Linked DNA regions of Mus musculus: regions 1, 2 and 3 are each linked to region 4. A link is a contact called in public Hi-C and HiChIP or PLAC-seq data. All regions are on one chromosome and are shown on one strand. The core of a region is the stretch at or near the end of the contact, and the rest is flanking DNA. Distances in the headings are between cores, read along the strand shown. Region 1 has its middle 120 kb from the start of Speer4f2. Region 2 has its middle 99 kb from the start of Speer4f2. Region 3 has its middle 240 kb from the start of Speer4f2. Region 4 holds the start of Sema3c (sema domain, immunoglobulin domain (Ig), short basic domain, secreted, (semaphorin) 3C).

The links. Hi-C and Micro-C count contacts between places; a contact is called where the count stands out from the background. HiChIP or PLAC-seq counts read pairs in DNA pulled down with a chosen protein or histone mark.
Region 1: a FOXA1 HiChIP or PLAC-seq map of pancreatic cancer cells shows a contact between it and region 4. The contact joins the enhancer-like site here to the promoter of Sema3c in region 4. A contact is called at or near these places in 5 of 39 promoter capture datasets (the 3T3-L1 cell line, hippocampal neurons and liver), 4 of 115 datasets of contacts at active chromatin or transcription factors (bone marrow-derived macrophages, embryonic limb bud, fibro-adipogenic progenitors and 1 more) and 2 of 9 other capture datasets (macrophages and pancreatic islet).
Region 2: a contact with region 4 is called in a Hi-C map of uterus, with 4 times the contacts expected there. The contact joins the enhancer-like site here to the promoter of Sema3c in region 4. A contact is called at or near these places in 10 of 39 promoter capture datasets (the 3T3-L1 cell line, 3T3-L1-derived adipocytes, embryonic stem cells and 5 more), 7 of 484 Hi-C or Micro-C datasets (the AML12 cell line, the HL-1 cell line, epidermal suprabasal cells and 2 more), 4 of 115 datasets of contacts at active chromatin or transcription factors (fibro-adipogenic progenitors, kidney, pancreatic cancer cells and 1 more) and 3 of 9 other capture datasets (adipose tissue, liver and pancreatic islet).
Region 3: a contact with region 4 is called in a Hi-C map of uterus, with 1.9 times the contacts expected there. The contact joins the enhancer-like site here to the promoter of Sema3c in region 4. A contact is called at or near these places in 11 of 39 promoter capture datasets (the 3T3-L1 cell line, 3T3-L1-derived adipocytes, the C10 cell line and 5 more), 7 of 484 Hi-C or Micro-C datasets (adipose-derived mesenchymal stem cells, beige adipocytes, bone marrow-derived macrophages and 4 more), 5 of 115 datasets of contacts at active chromatin or transcription factors (bone marrow-derived macrophages, embryonic limb bud, fibro-adipogenic progenitors and 2 more) and 1 of 9 other capture datasets (adipose tissue).

What each region holds. Positions count from the first base shown.
Region 1 is chr5:17,246,828-17,251,979 of GRCm38.p6, reverse strand. No RefSeq gene overlaps it. Among named protein-coding and RNA genes, the nearest start is that of Speer4f2, 120 kb to the left of the region's middle. Within about 2 kb of position 3,474, at least 20 of the 459 cell types and tissues checked have an H3K27ac peak or open chromatin away from gene starts, as enhancers often do. A contact at or near this core is called in fibro-adipogenic progenitors and pancreatic cancer cells, where this site is marked.
Region 2 is chr5:17,270,916-17,276,581 of GRCm38.p6, reverse strand. No RefSeq gene overlaps it. Among named protein-coding and RNA genes, the nearest start is that of Speer4f2, 99 kb to the left of the region's middle. Within about 2 kb of position 4,146, at least 53 of the 459 cell types and tissues checked have an H3K27ac peak or open chromatin away from gene starts, as enhancers often do. A contact at or near this core is called in kidney, pancreatic cancer cells, stem cell-derived neural progenitor cells and 1 more, where this site is marked.
Region 3 is chr5:17,133,281-17,138,666 of GRCm38.p6, reverse strand. No RefSeq gene overlaps it. Among named protein-coding and RNA genes, the nearest start is that of Speer4f2, 240 kb to the left of the region's middle. Within about 2 kb of position 3,091, at least 19 of the 459 cell types and tissues checked have an H3K27ac peak or open chromatin away from gene starts, as enhancers often do. A contact at or near this core is called in beige adipocytes and uterus, where this site is marked.
Region 4 is chr5:17,571,411-17,576,691 of GRCm38.p6, reverse strand. Sema3c (sema domain, immunoglobulin domain (Ig), short basic domain, secreted, (semaphorin) 3C) reads right to left here and starts at 1,876. Exons shown (of 18, transcript NM_013657.5): 1 at 1,727-1,876. Gm31555 (a long non-coding RNA gene) reads left to right here and starts at 5,008. Exons shown (of 3, transcript XR_389765.1): 1 at 5,008-5,077; 2 at 5,274-5,281.

The sequences.
Region 1 (5,152 bases), core at 2,225-4,724, 330 kb after region 4:
GAATATAACCCAATAGAAGTATCTAATATAAGAGGAAAATGATAAGAGAATGCTCAGCCAGATTCAAAACTGAAGGGGATGCAGGCATAACATGAAGAGTCTCTCATGAAAAGACTTAAGTGAAGAGTAAAATCAAAGATTTTTGGATCAGAAAAAAAGTGATAATTAAAGTCTGGAGTCATGAAAGGGAATGAAGAATGTTAGAATGTTTCTGGAGAAATGTATTTCACTTTCTCTTAATATATGTCATAGGTTCTAGAAGAGATATTTCCATTGGCAAAGTGCTTGCCAGGTAAGCATGAGGACACAGCAGCCAGGTAAAGTGCTGTAGGAAGCAGGGCACAACTATAACCATAGCACGGAAGGAGTCCCAGGAAAATAATGAGGATTTTCTGGCCAGCTAGTTCCAAAGAGTTTGAGTTCATTGAGACTCTTATGTTAAAAAATAAAATGGCAAGCAATAGAGGAAGATGCCTATTATCAATCTCTTTTCTTCAAACATGCACACACACACAATGTGCACACATACGTATGTAGCACATACATAAAAATAAGATGGAGTTCCTAAAAATAAGATTAATATAGTATGTTCACTTGTTATATAAGATTGACATATTTAGAGAAAAGAGTACCTAAGTTAGAATAGAAATATATTAGTCTTAGAGTCTCTGGAAGCAATATGGAGAATGGCCTTGGTGAATTTCATCTTTAGGAGGAGTCTGGAGTGATAAGAGGATAAAGTATATTGTTTTACATCACCAAGTTCATGACAATTTGTTGGAAACAAGTGCAATGTTTCTTTATAAATTATTCTCTTTTTTGTAATTTTTAAAATTTTGTTCTAAATTCCAGCAAATAAGTTGCTAATAGAAACTTTGATGATAGCCCAAAGCATGCATCAGGAGGCCTTAACAGTAGTGTAGCTTATGTGGGTGATTTCATTCTATGTACCTAAGTTCTGGAGGCCTGAGAACTCAAATTTTCATAGGAATTGTAGGAAGAAGACAACTGGAGAAACTTCTAGACATCACTCTCACCTATAGGATGATCTAGACAGCTCATTATTTCTAAGAAGCTCCAGGGACTAGCTGGGCATGAACAGCAGCTTATACTCCACTAGAGTTCTTACAGGGAAATGTTTACCTGAAAATGGAGTTTGAAATATCTGGGGAGAGTAGTCCCCGAACTAGCTGCTAATCTAGGCTGGGAGGTTATGAGATGGTTTAGAGAATCAGCTCTACTCAGCCTTCTTGGATCTCACACTTGAATTATAGACGGATATTACCTGAAATAAGAACAGGATCCAATGATGAATTACTGTGTTCTTCATTCTGAGTTACTAAGCTTTTGCTTGAATTTAGTAAAAGGTTCTACTAAATCCTTCTCAATACTAATCTAGGAGGAAATTCTACATGAACAGGAAAATAATTTAAATGTAGCAGAAGCATTTAAAGTCCAAAACTAAAACAAAGGTACTTCCATGCATTTATTGACTTGAACATCAAACACTAGACCAACCGTGGAGCTAAGGACCTCTGGATTCCCAGGAATAAAAGCTATATCCTTATGAGATATATCCTTAGCTGTACAAACTGAGTCTATTTTTGGCAAACACCACAAGCAACTCAGCAACTTGTGCATCAGGTCGGAATATGATGGTCATTGTCATGTGCTATCAGAGACAAAAAGACAAGAAATTAGGTTTTCTTCTCTTATGACTCTACTGTCTTGACATACTGCATATTGATGTAATTTTGATAAGAAATTTTAGAGACAAAATGCATGCAACTTTATTAACTTGTCATTCACCTATTATATGAAAAATTCATGAAATTATGATACACTAGTAAAATCTAAGGCAAAGTAATTTAAGTTGATTAATTTCTAGGTATCCTCAGTTCGAAAATCTATTCACTTGGAACATTTTTGTGATATTTTACATATTCTTTTGTACATTAGTCTAAAGAAACATAATTTATGCAAATCTAAGTAGGAAGTGTGATTGAGGCCAAGTGATTTGACTCTGAAGACTATGTTTGGCAATCGCTTTTGTGAATGGCATTATACTTTATTATATGCCAAGTAAAGAATTCATGAGAAATTTATTTTCGTCCACTTCTCCATATTGAGTTTCATCTTTACTTTCTGTTTATACATGCATACATTGAATATAAATGAATTAATGTAAGTATGCAAATATTTGATTTCATATCAGGCTCTCATGTCACATTCTGTCCTTGTTGACAACAGACTCTGAATACAAATGTGGGTATGTAATCTAGAAATTAGCTTGCACCCTTCTCCCCAAAGTCTTAGGTCACATTCTGAATATTTATTTTTCCACATTTCTCTAAAGATCCCCAGAGGACTTATATCATCAAGATCCCGTCTGTTCTTTTACTGACTTATACTTAATCGGCTTCCATTATAGATTATCTTGCTGCCCCCCATGTGCTTTTCCCACTTAGCATTACGTGGACCCAGATGCAAAACTCAATCCATTTTCTTAATGTTCTCAAAGAGAACTGCATCCCCTCCATAAGGTTTGTCAATTTTAATGGTCTTGTGCATGTTTTGCTAGAGGAGACAAACTTGTTCCATCCATCAAACACAAAAGTTGGATGCTAATGGTTTTTAATATGAGGAAGGTGTAATTATAAGTACATATAGGATCTGGATAACAGTATTCAGGGTATAGACATTTTATAGTAATAGCAAAGATGTACCTAAGAAAAGGAAATATTGATGCAGTTCAAATAACAATACAGGTTAGGTGGCTTGTGGAGGTGTAATGTGGAAAGGGAAAAAAAATCTGTAAGCATAAAATTAAATCTGTTCTTCCAGAGATAATATTGTTGAAATTATCTTTGTCACATTCTCATTGAGAATGTGGTTGGTTCCTTAGGGTTAAAATCATTTTTTGATAAGCATTTCAAAGGTAAATTTTTATTTACTTGCTATGTATGCAATGTCCTATATAAGTTTATAGTGTAGCATATTTTTAAAGGAATTAACTTTAGAAACATTGTAAACTATATATGTATTTTTATGTATATATACTTATTTAGTAACATTGAGTAAAGACGGTTTCCTTTTAACAAATTCCTCTGTAAAATAGTTTGCTTACATATACTATATACATATGTATACAATAGATAAATATATAAGATAATATAGGTATATATTATAGGTATATAGGATAGGTAAGATAATATGACATATATACATATGTATACAATAGATATATAAGATAATGTTGATGTTTTCTATGCATATTACACAAGGGGATTAAGAGCTTTATTGTTTCATGAATTTTGATCAAAGATTGTTAGTTGAAATTCAAAATTTGTGTCTTCAAAACTGCTTAAAATAATCAGTGGCAAAGGCTAGGCTGAAGACCCTAGACACAGTAGGCCAGGGGCAGCACCTAGAACTGTCTGCAGAACCTGGGATCAAGCCAGAAGCATTCTGTCAGGCTGCCATCCCAACTGCGGTGAGGAGGAAAGGAGCAATGTCTGTGAATCTCAGGCCTCTTTGAGAGGAAAGGTCTTAGTCTGCAATAGCCATAGTCAGTGTAGCTATGTCTTTCTATATTGTGACTTTCCAGAAAAAAATAAAGTAGAAAGGTATTACTTTAACTACTCTTGAGGTAATCTTCAGAATTGCATATGCAGCTGTTATCTGAATCTAAACTCTGTAATTCTGTGATGGCTTGGATAGAATAAAATAATCTCAAAAATCCCTTCAATTTATCTTGTATATAATGTCTTGGTCTGGTGGTGACTGGCATGTTTTCTCTCACAGATAATAATTTAAGTAAGGTTCTAAAGGAATGGAAGGTCTTTGCTGTCCTCACAGAGCACAGGAAGGTGGGATGTCCCGGGCACCCTCAGGTCTCATCTGCTTCTCTTCTACCACCAGACTTGACTACTAATGCAGAAATGTAGTGTGTGTCCAGCATGACTCATAGTGCACTCAAGTGCTAGGCGATGGCACACGGAGGTCTCAGTCCTCGCCAGCTGCCCATCCCCACCCTCTGCTCTGAGATCATTTTACTCTCCCTTGGTGGCCATAAAACAGTTCTTCAGTTTCAACTCAAAGTCCAAGTCTCCAAACAGCTCTGAGAGATTTGAGCAAGAGTGTTTTTTTCATAGACTATTCATTAATCTTTTTTCCCTCTCTGCACAAGCTTGCAAAGTTGGTGTCTGGTTAGCTAAGAGGATGAAGATGTTCCAGAATCCAGGACTTGTTCAGCATTCTGTCATTTGGCAGGAGACACTATCTCCAATAAGTTAAAAAGTAATTTTCATTACAGAGCTTTAAATGCCCCCAGACAGCAGATTTGTTTTGTCATTTCCTCTTTGTCCCCTGTTATTTGTTGTTATTTGTTTGTAGTCATCTTCAAGGTTTACAGGGGGCATTGTTATTCTTGCTAAATCTTCTTTTCTCATTCTCAGACCAAATTAGCTTAGATACCCAGTGATAAATGAAATCTGGATGATCGGTCCCACAGCCTTATCTTTAAGATGAGGAAAAGAATAACTAGCAATCTTTCCTATTACCTTACTACAATCTAGATGCAGCCTGCTGTCTCAATACATGGTTCAATAGTAAAACAGAATCAACGCACTAACTGTCACACATTTTAAAATAAACATAAAAGTCAAAGGATAAATATTATTCCAGTGACTTCACAGAGGTGACTATTAAAAACCAACATCAGCGAGCAGCAGCGGTCGCCATCTTGGTCCGGGACCCGCCGAACTTAGGAAATTAGTCTGAACAGGTGAGAGGGTGCGCCAGAGAACCTGACAGCCTCTGGAACAGGCAGAAGCACAGAGGGGCTGAGGCAGCACCCTGTGTGGGCCGGGGACAGCCGGCCACCTTCCGGACCGGAGGACAGGTGCCCGCCCGGCTGGGGAGGCGACCTAAGCCACAGCAGCAGCGGTCGCCATCTTGGTCCGGGACCCGCCGAACTTAGGAAATTAGTCTGAACAGGTGAGAGGGTGCGCCAGAGAACCTGACAGCTTCTGGAACAGGCGGAAGCACAGAGACGCTGAGGCAGCACCCTTTGTGGGCCTGGGACAGCCAGCCACCGTCCCGACCGGAGGACAGGTGCCCGCCCGGCTGGGGAGGCGGCCTAAGCCATAGC
Region 2 (5,666 bases), core at 2,897-5,396, 300 kb after region 4:
CAAGTGTGAAATTAATCTACAGGAAGTTGTTTTGAACTAAGCACTCATACTGGATATCTACAAACTAGGCAAAAATAAAAAAAATCGAGCCACTCAGGCAAAACTTAATTCCACCTCACCAAGCTGAAACTGACCTGAGAAATCAGGAACAGAGAAATAGCATCCAAATTTTCCCACCAAGGCAGCTTCAATAAGTAGGATCCTAAAGTTTCCTTGCCTAATCCTGACATGGAAAAGGGTGTGTGAAGAACTTTGGGGCTAGTCAATCCGTTCTTTCTTTATTATTGTTTTGTCTCTTTGCCTCGCAAAGAAAGAAACTTAGAAATGGCTAATCTACATTTCTGTTTATTTGCTTCTGAATTTTTGAACTCTTTTCTGTCTCTCAAACTAACTGAACGGCTCTGTCAGGGTGAAGGGACTGATACTCAAACCTGGTCCCCTAATTGGTTTATGATTGTGTCAATAAAACCGGTGGAAGCCAATTGCTGGGCTAAGTGGAAGGTGGGGTTTCTTGGCCCAACAGGAAGAGAGGGAGGATTGAGATTGAGAGCTGGCAGTGGAGTGGAGGAAGTGTCAGACCTGTAGGTCTCAGGGCACCGATAGTTTCTCACCTCTGCCTCTGGAGGATAGGGTAGGATAGTCTTCACCCGGCCATTGAGTTATCTGGCTAGTTTTAAAATATTAAGACTGTTTGGTGTTTTCATCCGTGACGACTACGGTGGTCAGGAGAAAGAGCACAGCCTGGGTGGTCGGTGGTGACTTGGCGGAGCTAGCCTTGAGAGGTTGAGGAAGCTCAGGCAGAGCTCTTGGGAAAGGATAAGTGTGTTTTAAAAATTATGTGGAACACTGCTCTGCTCAATTTCATAAGATACTCCACTTAGTGGATAAAAGTATTGTCCCATTTTAATAGTGAGATACTGAAATTATACTTTTGTTCTTTAGTGGGCCTTAAGCTCTTTTCAGTGTGCTTCTGTTGAAGGGCTGGAGCTAAGAGAGTCAGCTCTTAATGAGCTCAATGATACTTTTGATCTGGGCAAAGGTTAAAGAAAGAAAGCTAGGTAGGCTATTGAGTACCAGTCATAGGAAACCCAGCCATAATTTAGGGAACCCAATTTCCTCCAATGTCTTTAGAGTTCTGCTTCAGCACAACATCACTACCAAACTCGGTTTAGCAGAACTGATATAATACTGCACACAGGAGGTGCGGTTGTTTTTCAGTGTGTGTTGGTGTTTTCCCTGATTATAAACCTGTGTACCACAAACGTTCCTAGTGCACAGGGAGGCCAGAAAAGTGTTGCCAGCCTCCTGGGGCTGGGGATACAAGTGGTTTTGAACTGCTATGTGGATGCTGGGTATTGAATCCAGGTCCTCTGGAACAGCAGCTGAGGCTCCTACCTGCTCAGAATTCTCATCAGTACGTGGGAGGCAGCTTCGTATGGTTTTCTTTCTTTCTTTCTTTCTTTCTTTCTTTCTTTCTTTCTTTCTTTCTTTCTTTCTTTCTTTCTTTCTTTTTTTCCTTGGTTTTTCGAGACAGGGTTTCTCTGTGTAGCCCTGGCTGTCCTGGAACTCACTTTGTAGACCAGGCTGGCCTCGAACTCAGAAATCCACCTGCCTCTGACTCCCGAGTGCTGGGATTAAAGGCGTGTATGGTTTTCTTTAAAGTCCAAGAGAACCCTGTTTAAAATCTGTCAGACCATTTCTTTCTCACTCGTATCTGCCTGTGTGGCATTTGTTTGCCTGTATATTCTTGAGTGAGGGAGTATTCATGTCTCTCATAATAACCTTCAATCAGTGGTCTTTCTGCTTTATACTGCAGGTGAGGACAACCATGCCTAGCTTATTATGTGGGGTGTAGTTTTACTTTATTCATTATTATTATTATTATTTTGCAAGAAAGATCTAAATACACTATAGATGCTATACTACCAGGATACATTATTTTATCCTATCCTTTCAATGTTACATATATTGCAAAAACAGTTTTCAAGATAAGAATAATATTTACTTAATGAAAGGAAAATATCACATTAAAAGTTGATTACGTTATTTCTTTTTAAAATAGAGTTTTGGCCAAGTAAGTTTAAAACAATTTGGTTTTGTTCCGTTTCTCAGTTTTATATCTATGAACAATAATACACAAAACTCCACGTGTGAGTTTGGATTAAAAATCTTTCCTTCTTTGTAATCTTAATTTATGATGCATTTATATGACACATTTATATAATGCAAAATAATTTATTGTAACATTGCTAATCATTTTTTTGCCTTTACATATATAATACATTTATGTAATGCAAAAGGTCTCCATTTATCATTTCCAAACTGGAACCTTTCTTTCCATCTGAGGAACTACTTGTACATGTAGAGAAAATATTGCCTAAAATAATACAACCACTGAGAATCTTGTTTACATCTCTGTTGTCTGTTCTTCTTGTTACCCTTTGTCACACTGTACATGGTAAGTGGTAGAAGTTGATAATTTTGATACTTAAAGCAAGGAAATGACATCAACAGGGAAGGCATAAACTGACAGCAAGGCCACAAAGACACTTCTAGGTAGGCCAGCTGTTCCGTTTTTTTTTTTTTTTTTTCATATTCACAAGTATTCATGTCTTACCAGAAACATTTCTGAATGAAAAGGAAGGGAGTAAGACCTTTCAGTGATGTGGTGAAATGATCTACTCTTCTCTCATGGACTTTTGCATGCACCATCCAGTAGGTACTAGAAGGCTCGGCTTGATGGATGGACTCTGTTCTCAGTGTCCAAGTTAAAGGCAACCTAGATCCCCCATACACTCGAGCACTAGGTTCGGTCTGAACTTACTTTTGAACCAAATATTAGTCTCACACATGCAAGGCATATAAACACTATCAGGGGATTTATTTTTGACTAGAAGCTGTGCACTGCTAGCCAACGAAAACAAAAATCAAGGAAAAAAAAGCTGTAAGATGCAATTGTAGCTGGCCCCAAATTCCATTACTCTCATTCCTAGAGAACAATGGAATGCATCTCTTTTTTGGGGGGGGGTTCAAAGATAAATTTATTTATTGAATTTTTTTTTCATTGGAAAGATGTTGATTTCTTTTTCTAGCAATCACTTTATCAACAAGCTAAAAAATATTTTCCTAAAACAAAAGAAGTCTTTCAGAGGACTCAAATTTTTTCAGATATTTTTTTCTCTGTATGTTCTTCCCAGGAGGCCATGCATCAAGAAAAGTGCACTCTCATTCTTACGGAGTTAATTTACTTCTTGTTTCATGAAATAGATACAAAATTTGAACTTTCTGTAATAAGTTGTCCATGCTTTATAAGTTTTCCCAATGATCTTCCTACTCAACAAGGAAAATTTAAACTTAAATTCAGTATTATTTACACTAACATAGTGTGGGAGTTGATCCTCCTGTTTTCAGCTTGCTTCTTGTTTTTTCCTGGAACTGGATGACAGGTTCAGGAAAGACGATGTGGATGGCGTTCTCTGAAATTCTATAACTACTGCCCATGTAACATATTAAAGAACAGAAACACCACTTTCATGAAGCAAAGAAAAAGAAAGCAAGCTTATATTGTACATGTACGTGTGTATCACATCACTTACCTCCACAAAGAACAGAAACTGATTTCTTTCCCACCAATATGTTCTTTTCTTATTAGGACTTCCTGACATTAAGTACAGTTTGAGTCTCATCCACTTTCATTAGAAATTACAAAGTAATACAAAATATATATGCTGATTGGAATTCTAGTTTTCACCTTAAAGACATTTTTTTTTCCCCAAAGACAAGTTAGTCAGAAACATGTGGATTAAATATTCTCTTCCAGTATGCAAGAATTAAAGAAACAGAAGCTTTAGCATTTGGCAAAATTCTCGAAAAAATTTTTGAAAAGTTACTCAACAAGGAAAATTTAAACTTAAATTCAGCATTAAGCTCAAGTTATGACTGGTTTTGCCTATCCCTCTAGGACACCAGCTGTTGATGTGTCAGTAAAAGGAAGGAAGAACAAGAGTGGTCGATTCAGCTGTGTCTGCAACAGTCATGTCGGTTGGAGTTTCCTTTTCCGCTGGGAATCACAAGTGTGTCTGTACTGACAAAAGGAAGACTTGTGTTCAAACTTCAGTAGCAAAGATATGAACTTGCTTTGGTCCTAGAAGTGTTTACAGACAGAACCCAGTACATTCTTTCAAGCATACATATTTGGAATGGCAACAGTGAAGAATTTCATCTCCATGGAGAACTCATTTGCACAACTTGTGAGGTTGGCAAATGTGCCAAGCCTGCCAGGATGAAATAATTGACAGCAAGGGAGGGGGAATTCCCCAGATTGCTTCCTCCTTAGGGGAAAGGTAAACAGTGGGAAATCCTGGCCTTGGATGGAAAGTTTCAATAGGAGTATTGAAACAAGCCTGAGGGATGCTGCCCAACAAGGAGGACTGGCTGTGGGGGATAGACATCAAGGCTGTTTGCTTGTGTGTTGAGTTTTAAGGAGCCACTGGCTGCTTATCAGTAAACCCCCATTTGTTCTATCCTAAATGATCTTTCTTTGGAAAGGTCACTGTTTAAAGTCATATTAAGGCAAACCTTTACACATCCCAGCAAATGATTTACCACATAATGATTTAAGAAAGCACAGGTGTTGCGAGCTCACCCTAACAAAACCTGCCCCACAGGTTTGGCAAGATGTGGTCTAGATATAAATAGCAAAATGAACTATCACCTCGCTCTGGGCACATAAAACAAAGACAAAATCAACAATGTTAAGTCTTTACCCAGAACCGTTGGTAGTGGAAGTAGATTCAAGTGTTGAAGTGTAAAGTTTGGGGATCTGTTGAGGAAACACTGGTAACAGTGCTATATCTTCCATTGGGAGGCTTATACTTTTCAAAGGATTTTAAAGTTCACTAGCACATGTGAAATTCAGCTCCCTGGATTCCTGGCTGGCTAGCTGTCTTAGTATACAGTGTTCAGATGGTTTACTACAATGTTTGCTGCCAATTCTGTTGCCACTCAAAATATACTATTCATTCTCCCCCTCTAAAGATTGTGCACTTACAGGAGGAATTATGGTATCAAATTCAGTTCATAATTAATTGGAGAAATTGTTTCATATCCAACTTCAAGTGAGGACCTAATGTTTCGCTTTCTTGTATATTTTACCTAATCTTTGCTCTTAGAAAAATATCTACTTTCTGCCACTCTCTCTTCAACTTGACATCTGCTTTGTGGTCATATCATGTGACTAATTTGGGCTGAGAACCAAATGAGGAGCTTGTGCAGAACACTGTATTCAGCAACACAGAGCATTTCAGACTGTGACAGGGAACAAAGACATTTCTAGATACAAGAGCTATCCAGACTGATAATGACCAGCTAGGGACCTCTTGCTGCCTCTTTTATATCGGAAGATTTTATCTGTTTTTATATTCTCTCTCTCTCTCACTCACTCTCTCTCTCCCTGTGCCTGTGTATACTCATGTGTGCACACATGGGGAAACCAGAGGTTCATGTCTGATCTCTTTTTCAGTTACTCTCCTGCAACTTATTTTTGGAGACACGATATTTTGCTACTCCTGGAGCTCAACCTTTATGACTAGAATGTGTGGTCAGTAAATCCCCGTCTTCACCAAAGCAGCACAGGAATTATGGGAACACACAGTTATGCCGGGCTT
Region 3 (5,386 bases), core at 1,842-4,341, 440 kb after region 4:
AAAAATATATAATGAAAAATTAAATTAATTCTAGCTCATTCATTTGTAATTTCAACTTTCATTTTTTTCTTGTGAATAATTAAATTGAGTTCATTAAACAACCGTTGACTTGTACCATTCTCATGCAGTATATAGTAAAGACATGCACAGAGGTGGGAACAGGTCTTTCAACATGAATAAGTAAATAAAGTGTATTAAACAACCTTGACATTGTACCCTTCCCAACAGTAAACGCGAAATATGTATAACATGAAGTAAACAGGTATGTGTGTGGTGTTAGTAACAGGCCTATCTTTGTGTGTATGTTGTATGTGTGTATGTGTGTATATGTGTACATGTGCACACACACATGCCTCTGTGTGTGTGTGTGTGTGTGTGTGTGTGTGTGTGTGTGTGTGTGTGTGTGTGTGAAAAAGAAGGATATCAAGGGGGAGGAGAAGGGGAACAGGGAGTGAAAGAGAGGAGGAAGAGAAAGGGAGAGAGGGAGAGGGGAAAGAGGGGAAAGAGGGGGAGAGGGGGAGAAGGGGGAGTAGAGGGAGAGAGGGGGAGGGGGAGAGAGGGAGGAGTAGAGGGAGAAAGGGGAGTGGTGGCATGAGCCTCCTCTTCCTTTTCTAAGACTTGAATTAGACGTTTCTATTTCCGGTATGAAGCAAAATTGCCCTGGAATAGCACTATTTTCTTTTCTTCTCCCTTAAGTGTTATTGTCATTGAAGTGGCTGCAGTAAGACTTACTGGTGATGACAACTGGTGGCAACTGGTCTTGGCTCACTTGATTCATGATGCCTCAGCAATGTTCTGTCATCATTAACAGCACTAAGTTCAGACAGGCTGTTAAGTTAGGGCTGAAATTTTGATTGGTTTCATGGAATGGGGGTATATTCTTTGTCAAGTGAGTCTCTCTGTCACGAAAGAAACCCACCAAGAGGGTGAGATTTCTAATAAGCCATCAGGCACAATCTCTTGTAACCAAATTATGGGAGTGATTTTGTGTGTCATATTCATTACCAATAAACCAATAGTTTTAATTTATACACCATTACAAAATTAATAAAAAAAAAATGGGCCAAAGGAAACTATCTTAAATCAGGGATTTTTAAGAGAATTTTGTGTGTGTGTGTGTGTGTGTGAGAGAGAGAGAGAGAGAGAGAGAGAGAGAGAGAGAGATATGTGGCATAGGGTGAGTTATATATACTCTCATGTACCCAAAAGTGCTCACAAACAAATAGAAGGAGATGGGAGACAGATATATTTCCAAAACAGTTCTTTTCCTGTATTCTTCTCTTTCCCAAAGTCAATTTCACATTTCTGAATTCTGTCACTGGACTAATTCGACTTCATTCTCAGCTCATCTGGATGAAATCATAGATCACAGACTCTCTTTTGCCTTTGCCTTCTGTCACTCAAAGTTGTAATTTTGCCATGATTCAAGTACACTTTGACTCTAGAGGAATGCATGCATCACCATCTAAATGATACCCCTAACTGTGGAGTAGCTTTTAAACACATGATATCATAGTTTCATTGCATATCACAGGTACAGTTCCTGCTGTGTACTGGAATTTACTTCATAGCTTTAACTGATTTGGACTAAGAAGTTTGAAACCTACAACAGAAGCAGTAATTTTGTTATCTTGCTTTTTTTTCAGTTTTTTTATTAGATATTTTCTTCATTTATATTTCAAATGCTATCCTGAAAGTCCCCTATGCCCTCCCCCCTCCCCTTCCCTGCTCCTCACCCACCCACTCCCACTTCTTGGCCCTGGCATTCCCCTGTACTGGGGCATATAAAGTTTGCAAGACCATGGGGCCTCTCTTCCCATTGATGGCCATAGCCTCACATGAGACAGCTCTACCATCATCCCTTCAGCAAATCTTGCTGGTATGTGCAATAGTGTCTGAGTTTGGTGGCTGATTATGGGATGGACCCCTGGGTGGGATAGTCTCTGGATGGTCCATCCTTTCGTCTTAGCTCCAAACTTTGTCTCTGTAATTCCTTCTATGGGTATTTTGTTCCTTATTCTAAGGAGGAATGAATATCCATGTTAGTCTTCCTTCTTCTTGTGTTTCATGTGCTTTGCAAATTCACCCACTCAACAAGTGGCTCCCTTATGCCTTATCTTTCTCAAGGACTCTGTTTTAATTGTAAGTCCTGCAAATACGATGAAGAAAACTGTATGAATCAGGAATACCTGTGCGAATGTTTGTAGTACTCTCTCCATTTGAAGCATGGCTAAGATTCCTAGGAATATGAAAGAGAAGTTATATTTAAACAATGAAAGGGTTCAGTGAATGAAATTGATATATAAGCATATAATGACAGCTATTCATTAAGTGAGAAAGGGTAGACTATATAAATAAATAATGATATATGAATATAGTACAGTGAATACTATATACAGTGAAATATATTATGATGGTGACATGTGCAATGTGTACGAACCCTAAATAAAGAGCTTAACTCCATAGTCATCAAAAAGATGTTATCAACACTCGCAATAACTTTATCACACCAAAGAACTATGTGAAAGTTCTAGAACAGGCTTCAAATTCTTTGACACTTTGAATGGCTGAAGGCAAAGACAAAAGGCTATAACATTTCATCCACAAAAATCTGGAAATGAAGTGGAATTCACCTACTGAAATAATTCAAAATTCTAAAATTTACCTTGAGCTCAGAACCATCTAGGAGAACTATACACTTTTATTTTTCTTTCTGAAAACTACCCTGTTCATGTGTTGACTTTCTGAATACCATGCTGAGTATTAGAAGTGTGATAACATTCCTGTTTATACATTTTGAATTCCCCATGTGTTGAAATGTTTGCTTCATTCTTTGTCGTGGACAGTTATACCATCATTATCAGCATGATGCGCGGAGGAGAGCTCACTCCCTTCCAGCTATGTGACAGGAGGAATTTTCAACACTTTCACAATCCAAGTCTTTTCAAATAAACAAAGAAATGAAAGTGCTTCATGCAAATAAATCCCTGCTGGGCTTTGCTGTATTTTCCTGACTAATTTCTCCCAGTAACCACAGCTCTCCAGCCTCTGACCTTAAGGCAGCAGGCATTCTTTCTGTAAACACATGCCTACTGTCAGCATTGTGCGCTTGTCATCCACGTTATCTCTAGTGACAGATTAACTGTCTAAGCATAAGTGAGGTAAAGGGAAGGCACTTGTTAGAATACTCTTGCAGTCATGGAATGTATCATCCTCCTATAAGTTTAAAACAGAATGATAAAGAACTGTGAGTAGTTACTGAGAAACGTGATGATACATTGGCTTTGCCTCACAGGAACTATAGATCTCCTAGGGACATTGAGATACAGAGATTTGTAAATGTCCTAATTGGGGTTAACTGAAGATTTTAAATACTGCAGGTGTTATAACTAGGTACTCCCTCATGTGCTAATGCACAGTGGATCCTCCTGTTGCTGTGGTATAATTTTGGCTAACATTTTCTAGTTGCTTCATTTTCTGTTAACACCACTAGATACACATGTTGGGTGTCTCAAATTTGATCTTACAAGTATGTTTTCGTTTTGGGTGAGTTGTCATTATGTAGAAACAGTGATTTCTCAGCACATCTGGAATCATCACAATACCATTCACCTAAACTCTGATTAATTAGCCCAGTAATAGAAATTAAGTTTTCAAGTAAAAGAAAACATAGGGGTTCCTCCATCCAGTCAGATTGTGCCTATGTATCCTGCAGCCACACAAGGTCTAGATCCTGATAAAACAGCATGGTAGACAATCTTCCTGCATGGTAGATTGTCTCCTTCAAGGTAGCCTATCATAGGTTTCCTTGGCAGACAAGCCTTTCATGGTACAATGTGAATATTTGAGGAGTCTTTCACTGGAGGTCTTGAGAGGCACACAGCTTGCCACTGGGTCAAACACAAAGAGTGAGTGCAGACAAGAAAAGAAAGGCACCTGCTGTCTACTGCTTTTATTGCTTCAGGGCAGCATTCAAACAGGTCATTGGTGTGAAGTTTTCATTACTTGGTTTCAAACAAGCAAGGATGAGAAAAAAACTCTTGTTCACACAGACTGGACACCATATCAAGCAAAACTCAACCTTTCATTTTTATATTAGAAGTCCTAATTGAATGCACAACGGATACTAGGGAGACCCAGCTTATAGTCATCCATACACCTACCACTGCTAATACGAATACAGTTGAACAGAATACTACATCCCTTCAGAATAGCTGACATTATTACTTTGCTACTTTTCAGAGTTTGAAATAAGGAGGTAAGCATGGTAGCAATATGGCTACTTATAGGGAAGACAAGGAAGGTCACCTGATAACAGTATCAGTCAAGAATTCACTATCCAGAGTGTAAGGGCATTTTAACTTATATTTGTAACTTTCTTATTTCTTCCATTATGCAGTGGAAAGGAAGTATTTAAGGGTCAGCATCAAAGACCCCTCATCTGATTCCTACTCTGTCTAGGAGAGTGCCACGATTAAACAGCCTCCTGCTTTTGGTCAACTGAACCTCTCTGCTTCTCTCCCCACCCCCACCCCCGCCACATACTTAAGATGTATTACAATGACTTTGTAGTTTAGCACCATTACAATTATTTATGATCCTCTTCCAGATAAGCAAGACCAATTTGAATTTTGAACATGTTTTCCCCTAAGCATTGCTCATAGCTTGGAGACCCAAATAAGTATGATGTCTCATTTATCATTCATGAAAGTATCAAACAAACAGCCTCTGTGTGATATTATTTATACTCTCAGGTTCAGGCAATGATTTATTAGTATTTACTTTTTTCTATGTCCCCACAGATAACATACACTAATCTAATAGTTTTGTAGTGCCGAAAAAGTTTGTTTAGAAATAATATACAATGGCTATAAGACAAAGATGTCAAAGTCCAAGCAGAGTACAAACAAAACAATGTCTTATACTATCTGAGGCTAATCACTCAAGATAAAAATGTAGATGTAGTATGCATACTATGAAAACGAATATACATTATATATTCTGTAGTGATCTTTCTTAAAATATTTTCCCAAGACAGTTACTGGGCAGGCCATTTGTTTCTAGTGAAAGTGAGGCAGGGAACAAACGCACGGATAGGCAAAGAACTAGTGTTTGGAACTTGCATGTAACCCCAGTACCTGGGCAGAAAAAATGCTACCTCAAAATCAGCCTATATTACTTAGTGATGTGTAGATACTTTAATCTACATAACTAGACCCCAAAACCCTGCTCACTCTCTCTCTCTCTCTCTCTCTCTCTATATATATATATATATATATAAAATGATATGTATATATTTACAGGTACAGATATATGTACATATATTATACATGCACAAATATTTTCTTATATAACTCATGTGTGTGTGTGTGTGTATGTGTGTGTG
Region 4 (5,281 bases), core at 627-3,126:
GAAACCTTTTGATTTATTTGTGTCTGAAAGTCTTTGCAACTGACAATTCTTTTATCATCCCATAAAAATGATGCTGACATCAAAGCAGAACAAAGCATCAGTGAAAACACTTAATTGATTTCCCCCAACGAATCTCAATACCTCATCTCTCTAGAACCCATTCAATTATACTGACAGAGTATTGAAGATTGAAAATACTCTCCCTAATAAATACAGTAGATTCCACCATCCTATTCATGGGTACCCATTCATTCCATGCTCACTAATTCTTCTGGATTAATTGCCTCTGAAATAGTGTTTCCATACATAAATCTACCTGTGCTCCATCCCTGATTATTAAACCACCCCAATCAGCTATCTGCCAGTGCATGCAGATGACCAGGCAGTGGTTAAGTGATGCAGATGAGGTAACCATGGACTCCTGCCAGATTTAAACCAATGACCTCGTGGTGAGTAATCCACTGGAGCCCCATATCCACCAAGGCATATTTTACATAAATCATCCAGAGAGTGCGCCATCAAAATTTCAAACAATGAATCAAAGAGACAATATTCTTGCTTGAAAATTGTAGCTATAAAATTAATATAAGCTATTAACTAATGTCTAAGTATAAAGGGAGGCCAGGTACTGTTAGAACAAACCTATATGAGCCCCACTGGCCATCAGAAATCCCATCACTTCTCATATAGTGTAATTATACAGTAAAATGACAAGCAGGTCTAGTCTGGAAATGCAACCTTACAGATCTTGTGTTATATGGCTTTTTTAAATTGAAAATACATTATTGATTCTATTCAATAAGGAAGTGAGGTTAAAAATTGAAAAGGCTGTTTCTCTGACACAGAAGGAAAGGACAATTAAACACAGCATGCAATCTCAAAGAAAAATCTAAACTGGTCTCATTGGTAGCACATATGCTGCAAGAGTGCAACATGAAACTCTCTGCCTCTACCACACAGATGGAGGAGACCCTAGAGATGTTTGTGTTGGTAATTTTCAAAAGAAACAGTTTCTTCCTGCTTCCACAACCTCTTCACCCTGTCATCCCTAAATTAACTTAGAAGAAAATTGATTTTTATGGGTGACTTTCCCTTAGAATTTTACCCCTGGGATTTGTTGACTTAGTAGTTAAAACCAGGGGGAAGGGATACTATTAATATGTCCAACCTTAGTCTGTTTATTAACCAAGTTAGAGACATTTGTACATTTTTACATATTGCTATTACCAGTACATAATCCGATATGCCTCCCCTAAAAGAGATATGCTCCATAAATTGCGAAGAACATTGCCTAGATGACATGGGAGATCAGACAGTGCTGATCTATCTATCAGAACACCCTGGTTTCAGTCCGACCTAGTGATGGGCTGTGACTGCCATCCCCCGCCCAAGTCCTTTACAACTTAGTCCCTTTAACTCGCACACTTAAAAGTGATGGCTAGTGCTTGGTCATCTATTATGAGTAAATACGAGAGTATAAATATATTATGTAGCTTCCACCGGTGTTTTTCCCCTTAGAAGGCACTGGAGCAACTTAAAGTCTTGGCAGGTGCCACAGCCTCCAGTCAGGCTCAGCTCCTCCCGGAGCGCTTTCCTCATGAGTCGCGTGGGCTCCTAAGAAAATACTCAGACTTGAGCACACCAAAGGAAAAACAAGTCAGTACACAGACCCAGAAAAGTTCTATTTCAGTAACTGAGTAAGACTGAAAATCTGAGTCCGGCTTACCGAGGTGGGAAAAGATCCAGGAGAAGTCAGCCACTTGCTCCGGGCTTGGATTTCCAGTCCCCTAGGTCCTTTCCCCAGAAGACCTTTAAAGACTTAGTGAGTCCGGAGGGTGGGATTCCTGCCGGCCGGTGCTGAGTTTCTTTGTAGCAGAATCCCGGGCGGCAGAGCCGCGGCACCCGGAGCCCTTCTCCACGTCGCTCAACCCCGCACCGCGGAGTGAATGGCAAGTGGCCGGGCGCCGGGGGCGAGCGCTCGGTGTCCGATTACAGCGACGCGGCGCGCGGCTGAGGCTGCCCGGGCGCACCGCCCAGCCGGCTGCAGCAGCGGCCCCGCGTGGCCCGCCGCATCTGCACGGGCCGCCGCCCCACCCAGGGAGCGCCTGGCCGCGGGTGGCAGCGAGCCTGAGGGCGGAGCACAGGCTGGCCTGGGCGCGGGAAGGCTCTGCTGCAGGCTAGACTCTTCTCCGTAGCGCTGCCTTTGGCAGTGAACAGTCGCTGAGCGCGCTCAGCCAGTTTTGCTATGCGCGCCTCTTGAAAAGCATGCAGGCTTGGCTACGCTGTAAATATCCGAGTGCAAAGCAGTTGTTTTGCCAGAGGAAGATTCCCTGCATCCTTTTAAGGCAAAGAGTTACCGTTTTAAACGGGCACGGATCTTGTCTTCACCCTGAAGCAAAATTTCTAAAGCTAGGGGAGAGTAACGTACGGTAACCCCCTTTCCCAGAAGTGTAATCTGTTGAGTATTGTTTCCTGCCGCGTTTCCCTAACGTCCTGAAATCAGTAATTATGCTGACCTTTCCACACTGAATCATATCCAGCACCTTCCTCTCCGGGACACTCCCAAAACAGAAGTTGTAAGAATTTTCACGTTTTTGTTTTGTTTTCAAGAATGCTGTTTCCAATGGTCCCAACACTTTGAGACTCATAAATCTACACACAGGCGAGTTATTTGCAGCCCTGCTTTCAGGAAAACTCGTTAAGCCGTGCAACTGACTTTGATGTGTGTGTGTGGAAGGGGGTTTCTTCTTCTGACTAGACTGAATTAAATGATTGAACATCAAAAGAAAAGACTTTCACTCCTTGTAAACTGAGCAGAGCTGGCTTAAAAAAAAAAAAATCACTGTTCGCTTCAGCCCAGTAGGTGTCACTGTGTGAGGGACCCTTGAGTGCAATTTATTCCCTGTGTATTTCCTCAGTTGCCTTACAAAATGAAGTAGAATCTTTACATTCTTATCAAAGTTGTCGCGGGAAACACCTCTAAGATTACAAAAGAGAATTCCCGCTCAGTCGGACCCAAGAAGGAGAGTTGCCGGAGTTAGTGATTAGAGGGCAGAATCTTTGTATCTATGTAGACACCGCCTCTGATGTCCAGTAGGTAGGATTGTCTGATTTTTGCCATATATTTGAGATATGTGAAAATCAAGTTAAAGAAGTTCATAATCGTTGCAAGATTCGCCTGCCTGAGATGGTTTGCATTTTAAGGTGGACTATCTCTGCGGTATACAGCTAAGTACATAGTAGACAAGGAACCTAAGTAGATTCCCTCAAAAAAACATGCATGAATGGGCAAGAGATGCTACAAAAGGCTCCACACCACTCATCACTTGAGCAATCCAAATGAAAGCCACAGGGAGATAACACTTCAAAGCTGTTGAATGGTTAATACCACAAAGAAAGAAGAAAAAACTTGCGGACAGTTTGCACAGACTGGGAGATGATACGAATTAGGGCAACTATTGTGGAAAACGGTATGAAGTATCTTTATAAACTAAAGATAAAACTAGCATATAACCCCTCAACCCCCCTCTAAATAATTACCCAAAGTACGGGGGGTCAGAAGATCTATATCTCTGTCTTTTCACGTCCCTTGGTCCAACGTTCATAATAGCCAGTCAGCCTAGGTGTCACTCACAGTCCTCATGAACCAACCAAGAGAATGTGCCTGGATTGGGGACACTATACCATAACTGCCACTGTATATACTTTCCAGACTTACAAAAGAGGAAACGCCTACCTTTTTCACAAACATGAAGAATGCCATGGTTGAGTGGAATAGGCCTAAAGCAAACAGGCAAATGTTCGGTGTCTTTATTTATCTATACAATTAACAGCCACTTTCTCAGAGAAAGAGATTAGAAAGGAGGCTACTACAGGGGATGTGATGGAAACTGAGTCAAACCAGATGAATAGTTTGACTTTGGTTTTAAATTCAATGGCACAGCATGGTGCATATGGATAACTGAATTGCATGCTTTCAATATTGGTAAGAGAATAAGTTTCTACCATTGTCACCTGAAATATTAAATGATAATTAGCAATTGCTCCTTATTAAGTTCAGATGTCATGCCACTACACGTTCCAGCAAATACAACTATCATTTAACTATGCATAATAAAATTAAGTCTACTTTCTTACACAGTGACAAGTTAAACTCAACAAATCAAAAATAATATTTCATGAATTATCTTCCAACTTATATGAGATCATTTTGAGAAAAGGTTATATTTAACAGATGTATTCTTTCAAAAATCAATATAGAAAGGATTAAGCTATCTTTTAGGACACAGATGTAATTAAAATGTGAGCAGCTTCTTGACAGAGGTTTACAAACCACGGGGGCAAATCAGAAACATCTGACTATATTGAAAAGCAATCAGGAATAAACATTATGTGTAGTTAATGTTTTTAAGAAATTAAGGTCACTGTTATGTCTTCCCCAGTTGTTTTCATATGGATGTAAGCAAAAACTGAATCTGTATCTTCAAGTGTACGAAATTCTCAATTGAATTGATAGGAAGATGATTAAACTATCAACTGAAAGCTGTGAAGCTATTTGACACGAATTAATATACAAACTCGGATAAAATAGAATTTTCTCACACACTGCTATGTAAATATCAAGACGATGAAGACAAACCACAAGCTGAATAAGAATCAAAAGTTGACCTAGGAGGGATTTTAACTTAAAACTAGGTACACAAGATCCCAGAGTATCGGTTCTGTGTTTCGTGACTACTCACGCAGCTTTGGAGAGTCTGACGAATAGCTTATATTTAATCACAGCCTGTGAAACTCGCACCAAGTTCCTCTCTACCAAGCCTGAGTGCATAGTTTTCAATGTGTGCCTGGGGTTTAATGGTATTTGCTTAGCCGTGAAACATTTGCAGTTTGGACACACCTCTAAATGAGTCACAGAAATACTGATACCACTAGCCAGGAAAAGTTCAAGCCCAAGGACATAATTGGGGCCCAGGCTTACCTGAACATGAAACAATAGTGTAAAATGTTTACTTATATCAGAGATTTGCTCCAAGCTGCCCAGGAGTCTGGAACGCTTTGACTGTACAGGATCCAGGTGAGATTCATGTGTTTTAGGCTCTTGTCTATGACTCTCTCCCTACAGATGGGAAAAAAAATAACTAATTTTAGAAGCTGTTTGGAGAAAGTGCTCCAAGAGTGGACATGCAGGAGCCACCCCCAAGTGAATCTGGAAGGTGCTAATTCCCTAAAGTTTTCTCATTAAGTTTTCTCATTAAGTTTTCTCGTCTTAGGGAGAACC